Regions from separate parts of the Sus scrofa genome. Here region 2 is linked to region 1. The links are chromatin contacts, called in public Hi-C maps. All regions are on one chromosome and are shown on one strand. The core of a region is the stretch at or near the end of the contact, and the rest is flanking DNA. Distances in the headings are between cores, read along the strand shown. Region 1 holds the start of C2CD2 (C2 domain-containing protein 2). Region 2 holds the start of ABCG1 (ATP-binding cassette sub-family G member 1).

Evidence for each region. Hi-C and Micro-C count contacts between places; a contact is called where the count stands out from the background.
Region 2: a contact with region 1 is called in a Hi-C map of embryonic fibroblasts, with 1.6 times the contacts expected there. The contact joins the promoter of ABCG1 here to the promoter of C2CD2 in region 1. A contact is called at or near these places in 3 of 47 Hi-C or Micro-C datasets (embryonic fibroblasts, liver and skeletal muscle) and 1 of 2 datasets of contacts at active chromatin or transcription factors (alveolar macrophages).

The regions. Positions count from the first base shown.
Region 1 is chr13:205,311,654-205,317,549 of Sscrofa11.1, forward strand. C2CD2 (C2 domain-containing protein 2) reads right to left here and starts at 2,215. Exons shown (of 14, transcript XM_003358976.4): 1 at 1,546-2,215. The coding sequence starts at 1,818.
Region 2 is chr13:205,558,288-205,564,183 of Sscrofa11.1, forward strand. ABCG1 (ATP-binding cassette sub-family G member 1) reads left to right here and starts at 3,610. Exons shown (of 15, transcript XM_021071021.1): 1 at 3,610-3,812. The coding sequence starts at 3,771.

The sequences.
Region 1 (5,896 bases), core at 965-3,464:
TCATGCCTACGAGATGATGGGTGGCTCCTGTGAAGAGCTAGCTGTCCAGTGCTGGTGGCTGGGGCACCAATCCCAGGCACCATGGCAGCCAGCAGACAAATGACCTTGAAGGATTATTTTTTTTTTTTTTTTTTTTTTTTTTGTCTTTTTGTCTTTTCTAGGGCCGCACTCAGGGCACATGGAGGTTAGGGGCTAACCGGAGCTGCAGCTGCCGGCCTACACCACAACCACAGCAACTCAGGATCCGAGCCTCATCCACGACCTACACCACAGCTCACGGCAATGCCAGATCCTTAACCCACTGAGCGAAACCAGGGATACAACCTGCAACCTCATGGTTCCTAGTTGGATTCAGTTCCTCTGCACCACAATGGGAACTCCGAAGGCTTTTGTTCATCCAAAAGGTACAGTTATTTTTCCCAGAGTCCAGAACACAGTCTTCAGTTGGACTGAGGCTCATTCACGCTCCAAACACTTGCTTCTTAAATCCATGGCTATGTGGGCCACGGCCACGGCACCAAGGCTGAGGGCCCAGCGTGGGACATTGCGAAGGCAGATGGCCCAGACACAGAGCACTCGCTATGTCCAAAGCAAAAGGCCACAGGCCTCTCCATGGAGCTCTCAAGCAGCTGCAGAATATATGCACCTGGGGGCAGGGAGGACCAGCAAAGGCTGGGAGGTAGTGCGCCAAACCCATCAGGCCCAAAGTCCTCCTATGGAAAGCTTGGAAATAGCAGGTGCCAGGAGCTTGCCATTAAAGCAAGATGTCTTGAAAGTAAAAATAAAGCACCAAGGCATCAACCAGACAAGGAACAACCACAGGAGCCTGAGGCGGCAGAGTCCTGTCATCAGCGCCTGAGGTTCGAGGTAGGAGGTAGCTGGGCTCACATCCTCGCTCTCCCACCCACAGGCTGGGTGACCTTGGGCAGGTTACCTAACTTTTCCAGGCCTCAGTTGCCCCCACGGCAAAATGTTTGACATTGCCTTTGTCCCAGGAGTTGGGACGATTCAGAGACGACATGTGTACCTAAAGGCCCCAGTGCGTGTGTGGCAAGTGGCTGGCCCGCGAGTCACTAATTTAAACTCGTAGGAATGCAAACCTTTTGGAAACACATTCTGGGTGAAATTCAGCTCCATAGACGGAAGTGATTAGGTTCACAGTTATTCGCGTATCTGATGCAAAAGCAGTTAAGTGCCCAACTGAATACTGGACTCCACCTGGGACTTCAGGAAAGGCAGGTATGAGCTACGAGGGGACGAAGTCCGCCTGACGAGTCTCTCCAACAGCCAGTCTATCCCGCGGGCGAATTTTAGGGCCCCCCACACCTCCTATTTGGGGGATAAAATCGGACCCTGTTGTCTTGATTCCTCATCACGGGGCTTCAACTCTGCAAGGTCTTTCTCCTAACTTTCAAGGATGCCCTGCTGCTTGAATCAATCAAGAGCTTGTGGTGAGGCTTCAGGGAAGACGAGCTAGCCCTGAACCGGCACCCCGAGATCACCGCACCCGACCCCACCGCACGACGGGCCCTCACAGAAACTCACCCCTTTCCGTTTGGCCTCATCGTTCAGGGCGGTCACCCAGGCGGCCTGCCACTGGCTCCTCCAGCTGTTCAGCGTCAGGATCCAGGCGAGCAGCGCATCCGACTCGGGGCGCTGGCCCTCGCCAGGCTCCGCCGCCCGCCTCGGAGAGCGGGGTCGCGCGCTGGCCAGCGCCCATTGCGCCAGGTACAGGCCCACCGTGCCCAGGGCCACGACGAAGAGCCCCACCAAGACCAGCCACTGGACCTCTCCGAGCCACGAGCCCAGGCTGGACATGGTGATGGCGCATACCCGGCGCGCCTCGCCCCAACTTCCCGGGCAGTCCCCGGCCGGGCGCAGAGCCCGCGGGCGGCGAGCTCAGGACATCAGCTCACGGCCGGCCGGGGCTCAAGGAGGGCGGGGAGGGGGCGCGGCGAGCCGGAGCCGGGCGGCTGGCGGAGCGGCCCCGGGCGCCGGGAAGCCGGGCGGGGTGAGCGGGAGGAAAAGCCCGGCCGGCGCACGGCAGCCGCGGCCCGGGACTGCGTCTCCAACCCCGCACACCTGGCAAATGGGGACGCGGCGGCTCGCGTTCCCGACTCGGGCGTCTGGGCAGTTCCCGGGGCCGCGGCCAGGCGCGCTTCCTCCTGCGCGCGCCGCCCCGGGCGTCCCGCCGGCGGCCCCACAGCGGCCAGAGGAGGCTCCGGCCGCCGGGCGGGGGAGGGGGCGCGGCCTGCGGGGCGGGGGCGGGGCCCGGGCCGCGGCGGGAGCCGGGGCGGGGCCTTGGGCGGGGCCTTGGGCGGGGCCTGGGCCTCCCCGGCGCCCGGGTCGGCCCCGCGCTTCCCCGACCGCGGCCCGCCCCGCCCGTCCCCTTAAAGGCCCAGCGGCCCGCTCCCCTGGCGGCCCCGCCCCCGTCGCGGCCTCGGCCCGGGCCTGCCACGTGCGCGCGTCTGCTGGGTGTGGCGGCGCGGCGGCGGGGCGGGCGCCGCGCTCTGCATCCTCCTGAGCTGGCAGGTTCCCGGCTTGGCGACGCGGAAGCGCGGGACTTTCCTATTCGCCAGCCCGACCCCGGGGTTACAGCGGGGCAGGCTGGCTGGGCTTCCGTGAGCGCGTGTGCACGCGTATGTGTGCATGTGTGTGTGCGCGGGTACGTGTGGAAGGGTGACTTCTGGGATCGCTGTGTGCCCATCAGCAAGACAGTGTCTGGTTTCTGCTCCTAACATACTTGGAAAGTCCCTAGAAACCCACCCCTCGCCCTTGAAAAAAGAGCTGCTAAGATCACCCCATGGAGGGGCTCCGCAAAATACCCATTAAGAAGTTTGTGCGTGTGCCCGTGTGTGGCACGTTCCCGGTGCCCCTCTCCTTGAAGAGTCAGCCCCATCATTAGGAAAGGCCTCGGAACATTAGCCCGAGATTTCTAAGGCCTAATGAAAAGCCTAACTCATAAGCTAGTGGTTTGCTTGTACTTCTGCAGCTGTGTGAAGGGGACTTGACCTTGAATTGCGCTGGCTAAGCTGGGCACTTGGCCTTCCCTTACCTAGCCAGAGTCTGCCCATCAGCGGGGATTCTGGCCCTGCCCTTGCAGCAGAGGGTCCTCAGTCATTCCTCCCCAGCTCCTCCTTGGCCCCTGCCCAGCACTAGGTAAAGAGAAGCTTTTGAACCGGCTCAGAGGAGAGATTGCTGAGAAGACAGACCAGTTTGGCAGATGGAGCTTAGGATCTAGATCTGGCTCAAGCCTACTGGCATTTATTGACACCTATTATGCAAAAAACCCTGGGAGCAGTAGAGCAGAGAACCACAGATGCTGTGATGATCTGCCCTGGATACCAAGGATTAAAGCTGAGGGAGAGGTGCCAGGCTGGAAAGGGGGGAGATCGGGGTACTGGCATATTGAAGAAGTCTGTGCATGTGCAAAGGCCCTGGGGCCTGCAGGTGGGTCAGTATCCTGAGGCTTAGCGTGGCAGGGGGTGGTGTGAGGGTTGGGGGTGGCCAGGAGGTGGGGGGGTGGAGTCTGCACCTGGGGCACCTAAATTATGGACAGTAGACGGTGCCACAGAAAAGGAGAGGCAACAATCCATCATAAGCACAGAACGAAAAGACGGCATTTTACAAAGCCCGCTCCCGGCAGCAAGTGGAGGCTGGATTGGAGGGAAGTGGGATCGGGCAGAGAGACCAGCTAGAAGGTGATCCTAAGAGTCCACGAGAAGGGTTTAAAGTAGGTCTAGGGCTTGGCTGGGAGAGAAAATCATTCCTTGCAGGAGAGGATGTTTCTGGCTTAGAGGCTAGAGGCCGGGAGAGGAGGGTGGACCAGTTTGATGCTGGGGGCGGGGGGGCAGTGGGAGTTTGCTCCCAAGGGCTGATTTTCTTTGAGAAGGAGGAAGGAATTGGGAGGTGGGTGGACCCAGAGCCCTCGCGGGGAACAGCACGGGAATCTGGCAGGCAGGTCAATCCATTGGTTTGTCCAGCTGGGCTGGGCCCGGGGAGACTCAGCCCTTACTGGGCAGGGAAACAGAATGACCCCGCCACCTTCCTGAGAGTTACCTGTCCCTCCAGCCCACAGGCTGTGAAGGGTTGGGAGGAATTCCCCCTTCACGCAGAAACCTCAGCTTGTTTGGGGGAAAGATCTAATTATCCTCTGGTCTGTAGCCGGATCTATGCAGTCAAATAACCCAAGTCAGGCTGGCCCCCTTGGCAGCCGAGCCAGGATACCTGGACCTCCGGGGCTCCCCTGGTCCAGCGTGAGGGCCCGTGTGCACATGCGCACTGGCTGGGCAGCAGGAAGGAGGCAGCCACCCCCCGCCCGGGGGACAGGTGGAACCAGTCTCATTCCTCTGCAGCCATGTCTCCAAGGCCTGCTCACCCCACCGGCTCATTTAGAGGCTTGTGACACACGATAAACTAACAACCACCCCTGCTGTGGAATTCATCACACTGCTGTTAAGTTTTTTTCAAAGGGAAGGTAAACATATAAATATCGAATTACTTCTGTGTAGAAGCGAGTTGAGGGAATATGAGGAATGCCTTGGGCTTACAGGAAAACGCAGGTGGCCAAGACATGCAGGGTCAACAAAACACCTTGTAAACCTCTGGGCAGGAGCAGGCGCCCCTGCTTCTGCTCCCTGCCCCGCGTCACCCGCCCCAGGTTCCATCCATCCAGGGTGTGAAAGATAGCGCACGGTCTGTCTCCAGGAATGGCAGCCTTTCCCCAGCACATGGCACGTTCTCTGTTCCCTGCGTGCTGTCTTCTCCATCCTGTGTCCCTTCAACTTGAGGTAGAAGATGGATGGGCCCCTGGGCTGACAACAGCTGGGGCTTGGGGGTTCCCGTTGTGGCACAGCGGAAACAACCCACCTAGTGACCATGAAGACTTGGGTTCGATCCCCGGTCTTGCTCAGTGGATTGCAGATCTGGCGTCGCTGTGGCTGTGGTGGAGGCTGGCAGCTGCAGATCTGATTCGACCCCTAGCCTGGGAACCTCCATAAGCCACAGGTGCAGCCCTAAAAAGCAGGAGGAGGGGGGAAGAAACCAGCTGGGACTTGTTAGGCGGAGTAAACTGGGCCTTGTTTCTCCTTGACACGTCAAGGAGAAAGTTAATGACGGGAGCTGAGCTCTGTTGGAATAAAAAGATAAGATGACCCTTCAATCACCCCTGCGTCCAGGAGCCCTCCCCAACTCCACGTGCACAGAAAGACCCCCTCAGGGTCAAAGAGGGAGGGGGCGTCAGGCCATAAGAAGTCCTGACACCGTCCCAGAACCCTTTGCTCTGGAATCCATCTTGGCCAAAAGATGCACACGCAGACTGGGGAGGGGCCTGGGTCCAGTAGGTGTGCGAAATAAAACAGGATCCTTGGCCAAAGGAAAACAAAGACCCGGAAGAACTGTCCCATCTAAGTGATTTAAGTCAGCTCTCTGGCTCGCTTCAGGGGGATGCCTGCACCCTCACGCCTCCTTTGGGTGTGCATTTCTGCTTTGCTTCTGCTTTAGATAAATAAACTACTCCTCTGCGTGCTCTCCCACATGTTGTAGTGTTTCTAGCAATAAACTTTATACCTGTTTTCACAGTCTTTGTCTCTCCAAGGAGACATTCTTGCTTTCAAACAGGGAACACGAATCAGGGCCATTCTGCTTTGGGCCTCTAGCCAGTCTCATGGCCAGGATTCCTGGTTTTCACCCAGGCTGCCCAGGTTCAATTCCTAAGCAGAGAATTAAGATCTCGATTCAGGAGTTCCCTGTTGTGGCGCAGCGGAAGTGAATCCGACTAGAACATGAGGTTGCAGGTTCGATCCCTGGCCTTGCCCAGTGGGTTGGGGATCTGGCATTGCCGTGAGCTGTCGTGTAGGTTGCAGATGTGGCTTGGATCCCATGTTGCTGTGCTGTG
Region 2 (5,896 bases), core at 2,360-4,859, 250 kb after region 1:
GGCTTCAGATTCTTCCTTTCTTTTTCTTTTTTTTTTTTTTTTTGTCTTTTTAGGGCTGCACAAAAGGCATATGGACGTTCCCAGGCTAGAGGTCAAATCAGAGCTGCAGCCGCCAGCCTACCCAATGGCCACAGAAACTCGGCATCGGAGACATGTCTGCGGCCCTCACCACAGCTCAGGGCAATGCTGGATCCTTAACCCACGGAGCAAGTTCAGGGGTTGAACCCGCATCCTCATGGATCCCAGTGGGGTTTGTCTCCGCTAAGCCACAATGGGAACTCCTTATTTTTTATTTTTTTATAGCTGCACCTATGGGATATGAAAGTTCCCAGGCCAGGGATGGAACCTGTATCTTGGCAGGATCCTGAGCCACTGCAGTTAGATTCTTAACCCACTGCACCATGGTGGGAACACTTGGATTCTGCTTTTATTTGGCTGAAAATGTTTACTTTCAGAGTCAGAGCTTTGGGTTGTAAAAAGTAAGAAAGCAAACAAATACCTCCCTACACCGTCCCTCCGAGATCAAGTTTGATTGAGGCTTTAAGGATAGAAATCCCATAAGCCCTCATAATGCTGCTGGGCAGGGGTCCATGTGGTGAGAGGGGAGCTGGGCCAAGGGCAGGGGGACCAGCCTTCTGTTGTTTTTGTTTTCCTCTGGGAAACGGCAAGGGAGATGTTTGCCTGGTGGACCTGGCAAGGCAGGCCTGTTTCCACACTGGGGCACGCTGGAGACAGCTGGGGTAGGGAGCCAGAGGGACGGGGGTGGGACGTCTCGACTGAATAGCTGATGAGCCTGGACAAAATCCTTTTCCAGGGACTGTTGCCAGGGCCGGGGATCCATCAGGGGATGGCATTCCTGCCCTCATGGAGCGTACGTTCTGGAGGGCAGTGCTGGGCAGTAAGCACAATCCATAGTAAATTAATTACGTGATGCGCAGATTCCAAGAAGGCAGAGCACTGGTGATGAGGCAGTCTGGGGAGAATGCAATTGCAGGTATCTGGTCCTTAGGGTGGGACACCTGAAGGGCTGACTGCAAAAGAGCAGGACCGAGGTAGACCAGGAGGCCCAGACGTCACCAGTTTGCCACTGGCCGCTCTCCCTTAAACTACTAGCAAGAATTCCTCTAACTTAGGCAAACCATTATTTCTAAAATATGTTAAGCCCACAGAACCAGTTGAAAACACATCCAATTTAGAGAAGAACGTCTCCCCCATGACTGTCTGACCACACTTGAGGGCTGGGCTTCCTGTCTCCCGTCCACCCCGGCTTCCCAGCCTTGAGAGCAGATCCCAGCAGAGCAGGAATTTCTGAGCCTATGCCAAAAGCATGACTGAAATTGTAGGTCTTGGAAGGAAAATGGACTTCGGGTTTGTGCAGCTCTGCCATTGAGCAGAAGAGTCAGCCCAGCAGGGAACACTCAGGTTAATTCAGAGCTGACCACCCTGTGGTCAAAAAAGGGTCGAGGTCAAACTGTTCAAAGCCAGATCACCCAGATGCAAAGACGACTGCATCCCTAAGATTTCTTCCCAGCCGGCGGGGAGCGTGGTGGCCAGGAAGCCATGGGGTGTCCCCGAAGTTTCTCTGGACGGATCCTCCAGGGGCAGGCGATACGAGATGGCAAGCCAGCCTCACACCCTTGTGGCCAGCTCCCTGTACAAGTACACCTGGGTCAATCCACAGGCTTGCCACAAGGCCACCTGTACCCCAGCCCCCTCCTCCGCCATTAAGAGCAGAATCCTTGCACCCGAGGCCATTTCCCAGCCTCAGGGGCTTGATGCTTAGCAGAAATAAATTGGACACTCTTTAAAATGGAATTTGGGGGCTACAGTGCCAACCAGGCAAGTGAAACTACCGAAGTCCAAGGAAAGTGAATATAGTCAGCTGCTGGTTGAGTCCATCCACCCGCTTGCCCCAGGATACCAGGTAGCAGGTTCTGCGGCAGGGAAAGCATGTCCTTACCGATGACTGGAGCAGAGCCAGGGAGCAGGTGCTCGTCAGCGAGGGGAGGGAAGACCCTGACCAGGCGTTCAGTGATGGACCCCATGTGTCACAGGGGACATGGAGAACACGGAACCCACGCAGAGAAAGATGAGCAGGATGAAGGGGCATCTTGTCCACAGTGATGTCAGAGGGACCAGGAATGTTTGGTTCAGGGGAACGAAGGCCTGAAGAGAAATATGGCGCCATGATGGAATAGCTCGCAGCCTCACGTGCAGAGATGGGGCTCACGGATGCTGTGGACTGTGGAACACAGGGATCTCACTCAGGGATCGCCTGCCAGCCACAACTACTTAAGGCAGGTACGGGCAGCCTATTGAGACAGGAAGTGCCTCCCACTGGAGGGTCACTGCAGGTTTGTGGATTTGAATCCTCTTTTGATAACATTCAGAGTTTGCTGTTCAGCACGTTTAAGGCACTACGCCCCTCGTGGGCCCAGCATGCAGAGAGTGGCACCTGGAAATACTCCAGTCCTATTTCCTAACAATAGAATGGAGGTGATGCAGGGACTCTTCACGTGAAACCCTGCAGACCAAAGCTGGGCCGTCTTGCCCTTGAACTCACATGTTCTACCTCCTCTCTCTCCTTTGGTTTAGGGGAGAATTTGGCTATGGTCGTCAGCCCTGGGGTGGGAAGCTCATCTGCCTGGCATGAGAAGTCATGCTCCCTTTCTGGATGAGGAGAAAGACGGGGGCTTTGCTCATCTCAGAGGCTGCGAGGAGGAACAAACCAGGTGTGCTGGAGGTAAGGAGAGTTGCATTCTTCCCTGCGGGCCCCACCTGCAAACTGCTGAATAAAAACATTAGCCTCTGTTTGCGAGTAAGGAATGTCTTATCACCATGGTTACCAGGAAGTGGTCCCACTTACATATAATAGGTGTTTTAGCAGATGCCAGGCCATCTGATATTCCTGTTTGGGGCCAAGGGAGAGGGTGCCCAAAGTGTCATTCCTTATGCAGTTACGTGAGCACAGCTCTGGGCCAAGTACTGGAAACACCACATCTACAGGAAAAAAGAAAAAATAAGAAGAAAGAAAAGAAAAAAGAAAAAGCCTTTTCTTTTTTTGTTGGGCCGCAGAGGTGAGAGCCACGGGAGGACATACGCCTGGGTATCTTCCTAAGCTCCCCTTTGTTACCCAGCTCTGTGTCTGGCACACAGCCTCAGTGTGGCATGAATGAGTGCGTTGCCTGTGGGGGGCTAGCCTCGATGTGGAGCTGTACTGCCGGCGTCGGAGCGACCGTCCTTCTTTGGTTCTCACGCTCCTCCTGGCAGAGAGGGGCCCAACAACGAAGAAAGAAAGCAGAAGTTCCCTTGCCTTCCACTCTCCCTCCCCAGAGGCCTCCCCTGGTCCCACGAGGCACAGCACGGCAGGCTTGGAGGTGACGGTCCTGGCGGGGGACCCCCGCTGACTGTCGCCGCTGGCCCGACCCTCGCGAGTTTCCAAACTCCGGGGCACGGGGCTCAGGCAGGAGAGGCTGGGCCAGCCGCGCCCCCGCAGGAGCAAAACAAGAGCACGCGCACCTGCCGGCTCCGCCCCGCCCGCGAGAGCTGGCCAATCGCGGGTCGTGGGCGGGTAGAGGGCGGGTCGTGGGCGGGGCCGGCGCGGGCGGGTCGTGGGCGGGGCCCGGCCCTGGCAGCAGCAGAGCTGGAGCCGGATCCCGCGCTGGGCTCAGCAGCCGACCCTGGGGCGAGCGCAACCTCGTGCCCTCCGCCGGTCCTCGTCGCCTGCAGCCTCGTCCCCGCCGCTGCCGCCGCCGCCTCCGCCCCGGGGCATGGCCTGTCTGATGGCCGCTTTCTCGGTCGGCACCGCCATGGTGAGTGAGCGCATCCCTCGCCCCCGGAGCTTGGTTCTGTTCTCTAGGAGAATAAGAAACGCACAAAGACCCGCACCCGCATCCTGACACTTGCCTCCGAGCCCCGGGGGAGGCGCCCGATTCCCATCGCCCCCTGTCCTGGCCACCTGGCGCTTCAAGATGCTCCTTGCAGCCTAGGACGGGGGAGAAGGCGGGGGGCGGGGGAGGGGGGCGCAAGAGAGGGAGGGAGAAGACCGGCAGTCCCCACATTGGAGAAATAGCCTTGACCTCGTCCGCCTCCCGGTGAGGGGCCTCGGGCCTGGAACCCCGAGGGTACTGGGGATGGGCGGCAGCCTGGGCCAGAAGGAAAGGGGGTCCGATCCCTCTGCCGGCGCGCACAGCCAGAGCCTGGGGAGCGGGCGCTTCTTCCTTTACTCTCTGGAGCTCCGGCACGGTCTGGGGGAACAAAAGAAGGAGGTGATCCGGGAAGCCAGAGCCTGTGCTGCCCCTTTGTCAGGGGAAAGCCTCTCCAGGACCTGCTCTGGAGGGAGCAGCGGACGCGGATGAGGGTCCAGCCTGGACACTCCAGCCACATTTCTGCATCCTGGGGAGAGACCAGGGTGGGGGCAGAGGTGCGCATCTCACTCTCCCCAAGGGCGCCAGCTCCGTAAAGGGACCACCGGCTGCAGCTGAATTCGCTGCTGGGCACAGTCACTGCAAGTGCTCTTCATGTGAATGGTTAAGACTCTCCTCTTGCTCCTTTAAAACAGCTCTATAAACTCACATTAGAAAAAAGCAAACTAACCCTCGTCTCACGCGTTCTAGAGCCTTTCATTTTTATGCCTAGCACGCCCACAGTGCAGTTAGGTACTTCTGGACTGATTTCAGGTCATCTAAAGTACAAACAGAAAGTATTCCATATTCCAACCCCTCTCACCCTCCCTATCCATCCCTCTTCTCTCATTTGTCTGTGTATTTACTATCCTGCTAGTTACTTTCCATGAGCTGTCACCCCACAGTGTACACATCGGTTTTTGCCCCCATCCCTTGCTTTTATTTCATTTTTAGCATCCTCTATTTGAAGTCAGCAGGGCTCAGCAGGGTTTGACCGACAGTTACCTCTTGCCTTGAGCTCAAGAGGAAAAAAAAAAAAAAAAAAGTAGCCGGGTTTCTGCGCATGCTCTACTCTGACAACTGCATCCTGTGATTCCAAACAGGTTACTGTAGAACATACCCAGCCTCGCCAGCTCATTATATAATGATTTTGTGTAAACCGATAGAATGGGGCCGCAGACCCATCAAGGAGGTTGGTAGATGATAGAGCAGGAAGAAGCTGGGGGCAGGGGGAGCCCCCGCCCCCGGGGGCCAGGTCCCATCTCTGGGCACACACTGCCTAGACCCCATACTTAGCTTCTTGTGTATAAGAGGAATCACAAAACAAAAATGCCAGTCCCCTCCTCATGACATTTTGTGGAACACGTAGCAATTCTTCATTTCACATTTGTTCATTTCTTTGGGATTCCTAAATTATGGTGGTTATGGAAAAGTAAGGAGATTATTATTGTTAGTTGTGGGTAAAGAAAGTTTCAGATCTTGAAGATGCCGGGTAACTCTTGAAGCCCTTTCGGAGCTGCAAAAGTAGCTCCTACATGCGGAAAAACAGCGGCTCAATGTTCTAAGGTACAGATGTTTTATGTCAGCGTTTCGTGGATGTTACATTACGGTTCAATATAGCCCCAGAATGCAAGTGTTTGAGTCACTTGGAGGTGCTCCTAGTTAGGCTCATTTTTTAAGGGAACATTGTTTTATGTGAAAATCACTTTTCTCCCTGAAAACTTCACGCTTTTTTTTTTTTAATTAAAAAAAAAATCCTATCCAAGTCCCAAACAGAGCCTTTCAGAGATTCCCTGGAATACTAAGCTTTGCTCTGGGGTCCAGCCTGAGGCTGACTGCCAGCTATGCATCTGGAGCAGGTGCCTGGAAGGGTGAGAGAAGCACCCAGGCAGTGTGCTGGAGTTCCTGAGCTGGGCCGGGTGGGGTGGGCACGGGCTCCCACTGGGATTGGTAGTTAGCTGTTTGAGGCTAGATTTTGAAGATGATGACTT